Regions from separate parts of the Sus scrofa genome. Here region 1 is linked to region 2. The links are chromatin contacts, called in public HiChIP or PLAC-seq maps. All regions are on one chromosome and are shown on one strand. The core of a region is the stretch at or near the end of the contact, and the rest is flanking DNA. Distances in the headings are between cores, read along the strand shown.

The links. HiChIP or PLAC-seq counts read pairs in DNA pulled down with a chosen protein or histone mark.
Region 1: an H3K27ac HiChIP or PLAC-seq map of alveolar macrophages shows a contact between it and region 2. The contact joins the promoter of WASF2 here to the enhancer-like site in region 2. A contact is called at or near these places in 18 of 47 Hi-C or Micro-C datasets (adipocytes, alveolar macrophages, blood and 13 more) and 2 of 2 datasets of contacts at active chromatin or transcription factors (alveolar macrophages and skeletal muscle).

Annotation. Positions count from the first base shown.
Region 1 is chr6:84,695,454-84,701,177 of Sscrofa11.1, reverse strand. It overlaps WASF2 (WAS protein family member 2), which reads left to right and starts at 3,750. Exons shown (of 9, transcript NM_001258444.1): 1 at 3,750-3,933. It overlaps LOC102165025 (a long non-coding RNA gene), which reads right to left and starts at 3,368. Exons shown (of 2, transcript XR_298616.3): 1 at 3,215-3,368.
Region 2 is chr6:84,645,722-84,652,269 of Sscrofa11.1, reverse strand. All of the region lies in intron 1 of WASF2 (WAS protein family member 2), which reads left to right. Among named protein-coding and RNA genes, the nearest start is that of GPR3, 39 kb to the right of the region's middle. Within about 2 kb of position 1,484, at least 9 of the 83 cell types and tissues checked have an H3K27ac peak or open chromatin away from gene starts, as enhancers often do. A contact at or near this core is called in alveolar macrophages and retroperitoneal adipose tissue, where this site is marked.

The DNA.
Region 1 (5,724 bases), core at 2,501-5,000, 47 kb before region 2:
CAACTGCCACCATGTGCCAATCACCGTGCTAACTGCTTCACATTTATTATCTCATTTAATTTGCATGGCTCTGGGAAATAGAAGCAATTGTGATCCCCAGTTTACATATAGGGAAACTGAAGCTCAGAGGTGAAGTCACCTGCCCAAGGTCATATGCTAAGAAGGGGGATAGCTGTGATATGAACCTGGGCCTGCCTGGCTCCAAAGTCTTTTTTTTTTTTTGGCCATGAACCCTCAGCATGTGGAAGTTCCTGGCCCAGGGATCGAACCCACACCACAGCAGTGATCTGAGCCATTGCAGTGACTATACCAAATCCTTAACCCACTGCACCACAAGGGAACTCCTCCAAAGTCTTCTATGACAATTACAGTCAGAGGACAACTTGCCCAGTGTACAGACACTCGCATCAGCTCTTTCCCAAATGCATCTGCTTGATCTGTTCCTCAGGCTCACCTCCTTCCATGCTGTGGAGATCAAGCATCATTGAAGGAATGACTTCTGTGTGCCAGAATGTTTTATATACATTTCCACATTGAATTCTCACCCCTCGCCTCACCTTGTGCCCTTCTACCCCATCCCCATTTCTCAGAAGAGTAGCTGAGGCACAGAGAGGTTTGTGACTGCTCAAGGTCACACAATTCAAGGCCAGATCCTAGAACCAAGGTTCAAAGCCAGGGAGGTTGGCCTCAAAGCTTGTGTTCTTTCAGGGACTGTCAGAAAAAAACAGAGACCCTTGGAGAACAGCCCCACTTTCAAAGCCAGGTTCCCGCCCCTGCAACACCTTATTTGTTTGGACCCTGGGCCTGAGCTCCACCCTCCTTCCCCAATGCCACTATCCCTGTTGGCCTAGATGCCTTCCACACTCTTTCTCTTGGCCTGCCACGCTTCTCCTACCACCACCAGGAAGCCTTCACTGACCTCGCCCCACTCCCTGACATTCACTTTCATATACACATTGTACTTTGCCTTCTGGTTCCTTATCACAGTTTTTCCTTTTCTTTTCTTTTTTTGTCTTTTTGTCCTGTTAGGGCCGCACCCGCGGCATATGGAGGTTCCCACGCTAGGTCTAATAGGAGCTGTAGCCACCGGCCTATGCCAGAGCCACAGCAACGCCAGATCCGAGCTGTGTCTGCGACCTACACCACAGCTCACGGCAATGCTGGACCTTTAACCCACTGAGCGAGGCCAGGATCGAACCTGCAACCTCATGGTTCCTAGTCGGATTTGTTTCCACTGCGCCATGACAGGAATTCCTACAGTTTCTAACTATATTTTCATTTGTCTGATCATTTAACAACTTGCTTCCTCAACCAAACTGTAAGCTCCATGAGGGTCTCTGAGTCTGGTTTGCTCACCAACGTAGCTGCAGCCCTGGCAGGTTGCCTTACCCATGGTCGATGTGTAATAATTTTTTATTGAATGGATAAATCCATGAATGAATAAATAGCTATCAGCACTTTACACACATGACTCATTAATTCCACAACTAACTCACTGAATCCTCACAACTGCTCTGTTGTCCCCATTTTATTTTTTTATTTTAATTTTTTTTTGGCTGCTTCCATGGCACGTGGCAGTTCTCGGGTCAGGGACTGAACCTGCACCACAGAAGCAACCTAAGCCACTGCAGTGACAACACCGGGTTCTTAACCTGCTGCACCACAAGCAAACTTCTTGTTATCCCTGCTTTAGAGAAAAGGCGGATGAGGCCTAAAGCGAGAAAGTGGTGGAGCATGGATTCAATCTTAGGTCAGTCTGCCCGGATTTTGACCTCTGCACAGCACCTGCTGTCTCCTACACCCGATGGCCAGTGTAAGGATTTAAATAGCCATTGGTTGGGAGTTCTCTTGTGGCGCATTGGGTTAGGGACCCAGCATTGTCATTGCAGCAGCTTGGGTTGCTGCTGTGGCGTGGGTTCAATCCCTTGGCCAAGGAACTTCTACATGCCATGGGTGTGGCCAAAATAAAATAGTCACTGGTTGTCAGACCACATGTCCCAATTTGAGCCTGGAGGTCACTGACTCAGCGGGCACTGGGGCTTTGTCGGCACCACCCACTTGGTGGTTTTTGCCCTTCTAAAGTCTTAGACTACTTCCCTTCCCACTCCTTTTTTGGCTTCCTTCCTTTCTAGAGAGGGAAAGACTAGGAATTATAGCCAAGGCAGCACAGCCCTTCTGAGAAAAACAATCTTACAGTGAAAAGAGCCCTGTTCTGAGAGCAGAGACCTGGACTTAAGTCCTGGCATGGAGATGCCCATCTTGGCGCTCTGTGTCCTTGTTCGGGATTTTTTTTTTTTTTTTTCTTTTTTTTTCTTTTTAGGGCCGCACCCGTGGCATATGGAAGTTCCCAGGCTATGGGTCAAATCCGAGCTGCAGCCACTGCCACAGCCATAGCCACAGCAACACGGGATCCAAGCTGCATCTGCGGCCTACACCACAGCTCATGACAACACCGGATCCTTAACCCACTAAGTGAAGCTAAGGATTGAACCTTCATCCTCATGGATCCTAGTCAGGTTCGTTAATCACTAAGCCACAAAGGGAACTCCCTTTGTTTGGGATTCTGCCTTAGCTGACCCATCTGTCATCTCTTTCATCCCTGGCTCACTTCCTGCTTCTGAGGACCCCAGAAACAGCTCATGTGCACCCCTAGGATCACTTTTCCCAGGAACCTTGGTGATTAACAATAGCTGGGGGGTGGACTGTGCCTAAGTCTATGGTAGCCAGAGAGATGGGAGACTGGCCAGGCATCTTCAAGACCCTCCCTGGAATGCTACGATGTTGGGGAGGGAAGTCTTTTTCAGGAGACACCAGTCCCAGAAGGGAGAAATACATGAATGGAAGCCAAAAGATACAGGTTTGAGTCCCAAGGTCGTTTCATATCCTCTGGGTGACTCAGGGTAAGTCATGGAGTTTTCCGTTTTCACTTCTGCAAACCGAGGACAGTATCTGCCTTACACAGTTGCTCCAGAATACCTAAATGAGGTTCCTTTGCTAACCTGTTAATTTGTCATCTCGATATCCAGCCAGCAACCTTTTATAATCGATAAGACACACATATTCCCATTCATGCATGAATCCTTAACAAGCACTCTAGAACACGAGGCAGACATGACTACTCCTATTTTGCGGAAGGACAAACTGAGACCCAGATAAGTTCAGAGTTGTCTGAGGTAACAGAGTGAGGTGGCGGCTGAACCAGGGTCCAACTCACCTGACCCTGGCCTTTCAGAACCAGCTCCCAGTCACAGGACCCCGGGCCTCGCCCCGGATGAATCCCTTAGCAGCGGGCTGGAGTCTATGACTCACTCTCCCCACCCTTTTTTCTGCCCCGCGGGAGACCCGGAGGAAAGTGTCAAAAATATCTGCAACTTGAGGGGTGGCTACAGAAAGTTCATGGGCCTGGCCCCTTCCTTCCACCAGAGATTCTGGCTCTTTGAACTCTAACAAAGAGGATTAGCCATTTGATACACTTTTACAAGGTTTTACATTTTCTTAGGTGGGACTCTCCTACTTCGAATTTAGGAATTTTTTTAAGTTTAAAATCCACCCCCACTTCATTTGGTTTGCCCCTTGCTGTTTACTCCGATTGCGGAAGTAGCTCGGGTGGAGCTCCCGGGACTGTACTATTGAGTACGTCGTTTGCGTAGCTATTTAACTGACATTCCACTCGGGCCAATGGAATACCCGGAAGCCCCCGGCGGGTGGGGCAGAGAACCAATCAGGGCGGTTGGCGGGGTGTGGCCGCATCCCAGGGCGGGGAATCGCGTAATGGCGGACGCGTGCCGGGTGATCGCGGCTGGGGGCGTAGCGCGCTGAGGGGGGGGGTCTGGCTGTGTGGCAGCCGGCGGGGCGGCCTGCGAGAGCAGACCCCGTGCAGAGAAAGGCGGCCGGCCAGCCCCTCCGTCTCTGAGGGCGACCGCACGATACAAGGTGAGCAACAAGTCCCTGCGGGCGGGCCCGGCCCAGAGGCGCCGGGCCGACCTGGCCGCCCCTCCCAAGCCGCTCTGTGTCTCGGGGGAGTGGGTGCCGCGCCTCCTGTCGCGGACCGGCAGAGGCCGGGGGAGCGGCAACGCGGGGTAGTGTCTTGCCGTACACTCCTCCCTCCCCCAGGAGGAGGTGTCCCGGAGATCCCCTCGTGGGCTTGGAGGGGCCTGTGAAGCTGAGAAGTGCCCCAAGCTGACTTGGCTCTGCCACCAACTCGTTGTATGACCTTGGGCAAGTCACTTCCCTCTCTGGGCCTCATTTCCCCCATTTGTAAAGCGAAGCCTTTGCAGGCAGATGTGCAAGAGTTGGATCCCAGACATTGTCCGAGATATTGGGCAAGTTCTTCCCCAGGTGGAGCCTCAGTTTCCATCTCAGGGCCCTGAAGGCACTGAGGTGCTTTTTGAGATTTTAGGCCTAAGTTGCAGAGTGGCAGGGAGGTGTGTGTGTGTGTGTGTGTGTGTCTGTCTGTCTGTCTACAGGATGGTCTGCAGAGTAAGGAGAAGAGTTGGCTCCGGGGGCCCATCCAGGAAGGGTCTGGGTAAACCCAGATTATAGTGGGGTGGAGTGTGCTTGTCTTGGTCCTCCAGGATCCTAGAGCCTTTGAGATGGGGAAGTTTTATATAGGTCTCCATAGAGACAGAAGAGGAAGGAATCCTTGGAGCCTCTTGGGGTTTTGATTGAAATTTAGGCCCAAAAGAGTTCAGGTGGACTAGGAGGAGGAAGGGGAACATTTATGGTGCTCCTACTATGTGTCATACCTGGTTTAGGCATATGTTCTTATTTAATTTTTACAGCTACCCTTGAGAATTTGCACATAAGGAAACTTAAATTTCAGAGGAGTTAAGTAACTTGCCCAAGGTCACACAGTAAAGTGCAATGCTTACCAACACGAAGGTGTTTCCTTTGAGAATCATTGAGCCAGGGAGAATTCACTGTCCACTTAAAGGAAGTTTGCTTTGTCACACATTGGGGGAGAGGTCGGGTCCTAGACACTTGAACTGACTTTTGAAAAAAAAATTCATTTTACTGAAGTATAGTTGAGTTACTTGAATTCTGGCATGGGGACAGGCTGGGTCTTGATCTCTAGACAGTAAATTGTAACCCTTTGTTCAGCCTGTGAGTTGAAAAGGACCATTTCTAAATTGTAAAAGTCACATTGAAGTGTGTCAGAACCTCAGCAAACTCAGTTTGAATCCTTGCTGTGTGGCCTGTACAAGAAAGTTCACCAACTATTGGTGCATAGACTTGATTCTCAATTCAGAGTTGATGCCAGGCTAGTAACTTTTTCTTTTCCCCAAAAAGGCCACGTTTTCCTGGGATGGATGAAATTCCGTATTTGTTAGTGCAAATTTCTTTTGATTGCCAGGGTGAAAGTTTCAGTAGCCGGACTCTTGATTAAGTGAAATGCTCCTTTATTTGTGCTTCCTGTTATTTGACTTCTAGATGATGAAAATTGTGGACCTAGAGTGGGTACTATAAATTGCAGCCCGAAATTTTTCCAAGCCTCAGAGCTTTTGGTTAATCAAAATGGTAGGACGGCAGTGTGTATTGTACTCATATGTCAGTGGTAGGGAAGAAAATTGGAAGAGGAAGTTGCTGAGAAAGAGGGCGTTTCTTAGCAGTGGAGCCAATATGTATTTCTTTGTTTGAAATTCTAAAACCAGAAAAGCAGCAACTGAAGGAGGAAGGAAGGAAAGAACTCTGAAACTCCTCTTCCCGTTGAAATACCTTTAGACT
Region 2 (6,548 bases), core at 235-2,734:
CACCTCAAAGCTGAACTAGAAAGATGAGTTTCCACAGAAAAGAAACTCATGGACTTAGAGAACAGACTTGTGGTTGCCAAGGGGGAAGGGGAGGGAGTGGGATAGACTGGGAGTTTGGGGTTAATGCAAAACTGTTGCATTTGGAATGGATAAGGAATGTGATTCTGCTATTTAGCACAGGGAACTATTATCTAGTCACTTGTGATGGAACATGATGGAGGATAATGTGAGAAAAAGAATATATATATATATATATATATATATATATATGACTGGGCCACTTTGCTGTACAGTAGAAATTGACAGAACACTGTAAATCAACTATAATGAAAAAAATAAAAATCATATAAAAAAAGGAAAGTTTTTTCTCAAATGCTAGTTATCATTAGGTTAAGAACTAGAATCCAGGTTTCTGACTCACAGGTTAAGTGTATTTTCTTTTGGATAACCAGATGGATCCTACTAAAAAAAAAGTGAGCTTAATTTTGGCCATTTAAAAGGCAATTTTGGGGCGTTCCCGTCGTGGTACAGCGGAAACGAATCTGACTAGCAACCATGAGGTTGCTGGTTCGATCCCTGGCCTCTCTCAGTGGATGTGGCCCTAAAAAGCAAAAAAAAAAAAAAAAAATTAAAGGCAATTTTCTATGGAATGGTTGATAATAGAAGAAACCAGTTTTGAAGGTAAAAGTTATCCCCCAGTTTTAGCTTTAGGAGAAGAGCTGTGAAGAGCCTGAAGAGTAATAAAAGTAAGAACAAAAGGTGGTATTGCCCCCAAAAGATAATGGAAAGTTAGGAAATTACCGGATGTGAGTAGTCCTTGATAGATGTACAGTGTGTTCAGGGAGTAAGACACTATAGTTTAGAAGTCCTCTTTCTCTGGGCTACTTTCCCAAAACCGAATTAGGACAAGAAGGACCTTTACATTTATTGAATGTAGGTCCATAGCTGGTGTCGTTCCTTTATGAAACTGGAAATTTCCCCTGGTTTTAGGTCACAAGTAAGCTTTTTTTTTTTCTTGGTTCTCCCAGCCAGATACTTTTCTCTGTCCACCCTAGGAGTTCCATTTGTCTTGCTAGCTCTCTTGGACATTACTCTAGTGACCTAAACTGATTTGTCACTAATTTCTTGTGTCTGGAAGGAGTCTGGTTATAGTTGTAGGTTCAGCCCTTCCCTATATTTCAGTAGGAAGTGGGTGGGTGCTTAGGTCTATAATGAGGCATTCCTCCTTGTGATTGTTGCATGATAGTGAGGACTGCTATAGGTAGCAGTAAATTCATACTCTTTAAACCCTTTAATAGACACTTAGATTGTGTTGTCTGTTGTTTTGAAGTCAAATAATTATTTGACTTTGCATTTGAGATTTTTGAACCCCTATGGAATGCATACTCTTTAACATAGATTTCTCTCTTGATAAGAGCAGAGCTCCTCTTATATATTGTACAACTGGGAAATGCTGAAGTGAAAGCAGAAGTCCTAATTGCCACACACACACACACTATCCCCACATGTTCTCATCCCCTGCTACTGCTGATCAGCGTTTTGGGGGTATGTTTCAAAGAGGAACTGCCTTGAGAAGCATTTCTGTTGTTATGGTTATTGCTGTAGCTCAGATATACTTGCTTTTGGATGTGACCGTAGAAATCTGCAGGTGTTATCAGTGACCTTGGCTCTTAATGAAAGTTTGTTTATTTGTTTATAATAAACAGCTAGTAATGAATACCACTGCCAGAATGAGCAGTCATCTGCCTTCTGTCCTGGAAATAACAGGAATTCAGAGGGTAGTGTACAGATGAGTGCATCTGCTCTCTCACATGCAGCCTTCCTTTATCACCTTCTTCCACCCTCCCAACCCCTACATCTCACCTCACCTCACTCCTGCTGCAGGCTGTTTGGAACAGAGTTGAGTTCAGAGTGTAGGCTACATGAAGAAGTCTCCTTTTGGCTTTACACTGACCAAGTGTGATATATAAATATTCCATGGTAACTTCAGATATACAGATTTGTAGAATCTTAACTGTTTGAAGGGACCTCAAAGAACACCTTATCCTGTTTCCAGTTCAAAGCATGAATCCCATCTTGCTACTGGCGGTCTAGACTGGTCAGTATACTTCCAGGCCATGACTAGGAAGGGATGCCTGAAATCTTTTATTTATTCTCGGATTCATTCTCAAGTCCCTTAGGCTGAAAGTATCCAGGGGTAAAGATGGAGGTTGCTGCTGAGTCTGGCTGGATATCTGGAGCTGGTCCAAAGCCAGTCTTGCCTTTGGATTTCTTTGGGTAGCCAACTCCCAGATTGCTTTGGGAGGCCCCAGAGTGCAAAGGGCTCTGTCTGGAATGTCCCTTTTACCATTCTGGATCCTGCCGGTCTTGGTAACTAGATGAATCTCGATTTGGAGCAAGGTTTGATTTATGGCCATGATCCATCCCCTCTCTACCGGCTCTAGACGTGTATCTGGCCTTGTGTTCAGAATACAAGTGGCTGTTGGCCAAGTGAGGAGGTTATGGCAACTTAGGTAGAAGCAAATCCAGGAATTTTAGAACCTTACTTAAAGATCATCTAGTTTAGTTCCTTTATTTTGCACATGAGGAAACTGAAGCCCAGAGTGAGATTTAAATCATTATGATTTAGAAAGTGTTGTAGAAGTCATCCATTGTGACCTCTCAACATCTTATAGGCTAGGAATCTCTTCTCATAGCTGGTCATCCAGAAGATGGTACTAGGGAACTCCTAACCTCTGAAGAGAAACTACTCTCATATAGGACAGCGCTAATGAAAAGGAACTGACTTTATCAAAGTCTCCTTACCTGTAATTTTTGTCATCTCAGTGGTTTTAATTTAATTCCTCTCCTGTGTAACATCCCCCAAGGTAAGACCTTCTCAGGGCCCCAAATTAGCAGATATCGCTATATCATGTAATTTCTCTAATCAAAGTAAAGTATAACTGAATCATGAGCTTTATTGATTCTATAAAGACAGGGCATTCCACTTTCATGTATCCCAGAACTTTTTTTTTCCTGCTAAGAACAACTGCTTTCTCGGTTTTCTTTACTTGCTCTTCATTATTAGAACTAGCGTTTAGCTCTTTTCATATTGCTTTGTTTATTTTTTGCTTTTGTTTTTTAAATTCAAATATAGTTGATTAACAGCATTGTATTATTTTCTGCTGTGCTCTTTTCATAATACTTGTAGTAAAGAAACATACATTTTATTACTTTGTGAGTATAACTGTACAGAACTATCAAGAGAGAACTGAGGATAGGGTTAAAGGGTTGAACCCACCCCTGCAACCTGTCTGGTTTCTCAGTTCATATTTGCTGGCTCTGGTGGGCCTCCATTTCTATCATCTCTTTCTTGGCCTGGGAAGAGTTTTCCAACTGGTCTTCTTACCTCCACACTTCTCCTGCCTAAGTAAAACTTCTCTAATTCTGTTAGAATGATTTGTCTAAAATGTAGATTTGACCATGTCATTTCCTTAATTCAGTGGTTCCTCAACACTCAGTGCTCCACAGATTTTCTACTCAATGACAACTGATGAAGAGGAACTTTTCTCAACTGGATTTCCATGAGAGAATTAAACCCTAATGCCGTTAGGCGTCCATTGTATGTAACATATTAACTTTTCTCCAGTACATCTGGAATGGTGCTTGTTATGTATACTCTTGAGGAGAATTGAGAAAATAGTCACTCTAATCATTTTCTTTGTTCTGTGGTTCAGATGAGGAACTCAGTATAAAAGAGAGGAGGAGTTCCCATCGTGGTTCAGAGGAAACGTATCTGACTAGCATCCCTGAGGACACAGGTTTGATCCCTGGCCTTGCTCAGTGGGTTAAGGATCTGGTATTGCCTTGAGCTGTGTGTAGGTTGCAGATGTGGCTCAGATCTGGTATTGCTGTGGCTGTGTCGTAGGCCTGCAGCTACAGCTCTGATTGGACCCCTAGCCTGGGAACTTCCATATGCCGCAGGTGTGGCCCTAAAAAGACAAAAAATATATAATAATAATAATAATAATATAATAAAAGAGAGGAAGAGAGGGAGAATGTATATTCTTCAAGGGGTCCAGAAGCATAACTGGGAGCAGCCTCCAGGGGAAAAAACCCACAAATTTCGTTGAAGTCTAGCGTTTCATCTTTTTTTTTTTTTCTTTTCTTTTTTGGCTGCCCCATGGCATATGGAGTCCGCCCCCCCCCCCCCATCAGGATCAGATCTGAGCCACAGTTGCGACTTATACCATAGCTGAGGCGATGCCAGATCCTTTACCCCACTGTGCTGGGCCAGGGATTGAACCTGCGTTCTGGTGCTAAAGAGATGCTCCTGATCACGTTGTGCCACAGTGGGAACTCCTCATCTTTAAACTTATGTGAATATTGCATTCTATTACATAATATGTCCATGGTTTAAAATGTTTTAAGATATTTATCAATGAATAAAGTTGATTTTACAACATTTGCCTAAGGTCTGTGGAACTACAAATTAACTACCTTTTTTTCTTAGCTCTGTAGTGGACATTTTATATGCGTTATATTATTTAATGTCTCCAGGAAAATTGTCTAAGATCACACAGCTACTAAAGCATCAAGAGTTAGGGCACTAATTCAAGTATGTCTCAACTCTACAACTTGAACCTGAGTTGAGTCAGTAGCCTTGGAAGACTTTGCCCATTTGTAAGTTTATCTTCACTGGAATGTAGGATTTTTTTCTTGGTCAAGTTAGTATTGTGATTCATATCATGCACAATTCCATATTTCTCTGGCAGAATACAACTAACCTTGATTATCCAGAAGAAAAATGAGCAGTGATGCAGATATTTCCATATAATAGGGACTCTTGTCTTTGGTGGCTCTGAAACAGATTGACTTTTTTTTTTTTTTTTTTTTAAGAGATTCACTTTTCTAATTGTTTTGTCTTGATGGATATTGACATTGTAATTTCTTGAGTACTCTGGCTGGTTATGGGAGCTGGCTCTTTGTAGCTATCTTGCTGTTGAGAACTCCCTTCCAGGTTAACATTCCCCAGATGACACAGGGTTGACTCCATTTGTGTCTGCTTACCCGAGGTACTTGGGAAGGCATAAATGCTAAAGCGTTAAAGTGGCTTCCTGAGGTCCGCCCCCAGCCTGACATTTACCTAGCCATCTGGAATCCAGTTTCCATTAGGTATCCAAAGAGAATGTCTGGAATGCCCTGTCAGTAGCCACGTTTGACACAGAATTTCAGTGGGAGCTGGCTCCTTTAGCTCCTCTGAGAACAAGTTCTGAAAAGATCGTTAATGGAGGGAACCAATTTTTCAGTTATCTCTGGCTACACCCCTGAATTTCTGGTTCTTCCAGAAAGCTTGAAAGTTTGAAATCTAAGGGCATCCAGAGGGACAGAGCCCTGTGAGAGTCTTTGATTTGTAACCCCTTTCCTTCTTTTCTGTTCTAAGCTCTCTTTTTCAGCATGGGTTAACTAAAGCTTGCATCTTAGTACCCAGTACCTTTTACATTATGTAAAAGAGAAGAAGAGTTAGACTGGAAGGGAAAGTCCAGAGTTTGGATTAGAAAACCCATTGAGTCAAAGGGGAACTTAGCAGAGGAACGGAATGAAAATTATTTCCTTAGACAGTAGACAAATATTCAGGAAACACCTCTGCACCCAAAGATAGGCGCAGCTGCCACACAGTGACTATTAAAGGGAGGTTCAAAGTTATGAGCAAACAGCTGATTCTCTTGGTTCTTGGGCTGTTGCTCTTGGTGACAGGAAATCTTGTTCCCCAAGCTGCTGGCTTCCTGTTTTATTTTTACTCTTAGCAGATCAGAATGTCCATAACAAGGAGCAGTCTGTTCCTAAGGGTTCTACTCCCTCTTTGAGTCTGAAGAGCTTTTTTCTTCTCCCTTTCGGTCAGACAATATGTTGGTTCACTTTTAAGATCTATGAGGTTTAGCTTGGTTTAAGCATTTTGTTTTCACAATCAGCTTTTTTGGTGATGAGCTGGTGTTTTAAGATTTGATGTAAGTAAACCTCTGTTTTGATTTGTTTTATTCTGTTTCGATTTCAAGAGTTTGCAGTCTTGGGGGACTTGGCTGTGTTACCTTATGTTACCTTTATGCTTTACCTTTTCATTTAATTTGCCATTTTCCCTAGCATGAAAACCATTAGGCTGTTTTAGATTTCTTTACTTTCACAAGATGGAAAAACAGTTTCAGCCCAGTGTGCCTTGGCTGCAGTTGTATCCATTTTGTTGGATAAAAAACCTCCTCCTATCCTTGTAAAACTAGGAACTCGGTAATCTAACTCTAAAACAATAGCTCAGCGTGAACCTAAAGTGCTGGGGGATTTCCTAGGGAAAGGGGCTCAGCCGACAGGATAAGAAACAGTAACTGGAAGGTTTCCGGATCTGCTCCAGACACTTCCTGCTGTCTCAAGAGCCTTTAGTCCAGGTGTGTTGAACCGGATAGGAGAGAGAAAGGGAGCTGTGGGTAAAAGAGAAAGGACTAGGCAATCTCACAGCGCAGTTTGCTTGGCGTCATGTTTAATATATTGAACTTGTAGAATTTTCCTTGATATTCTTT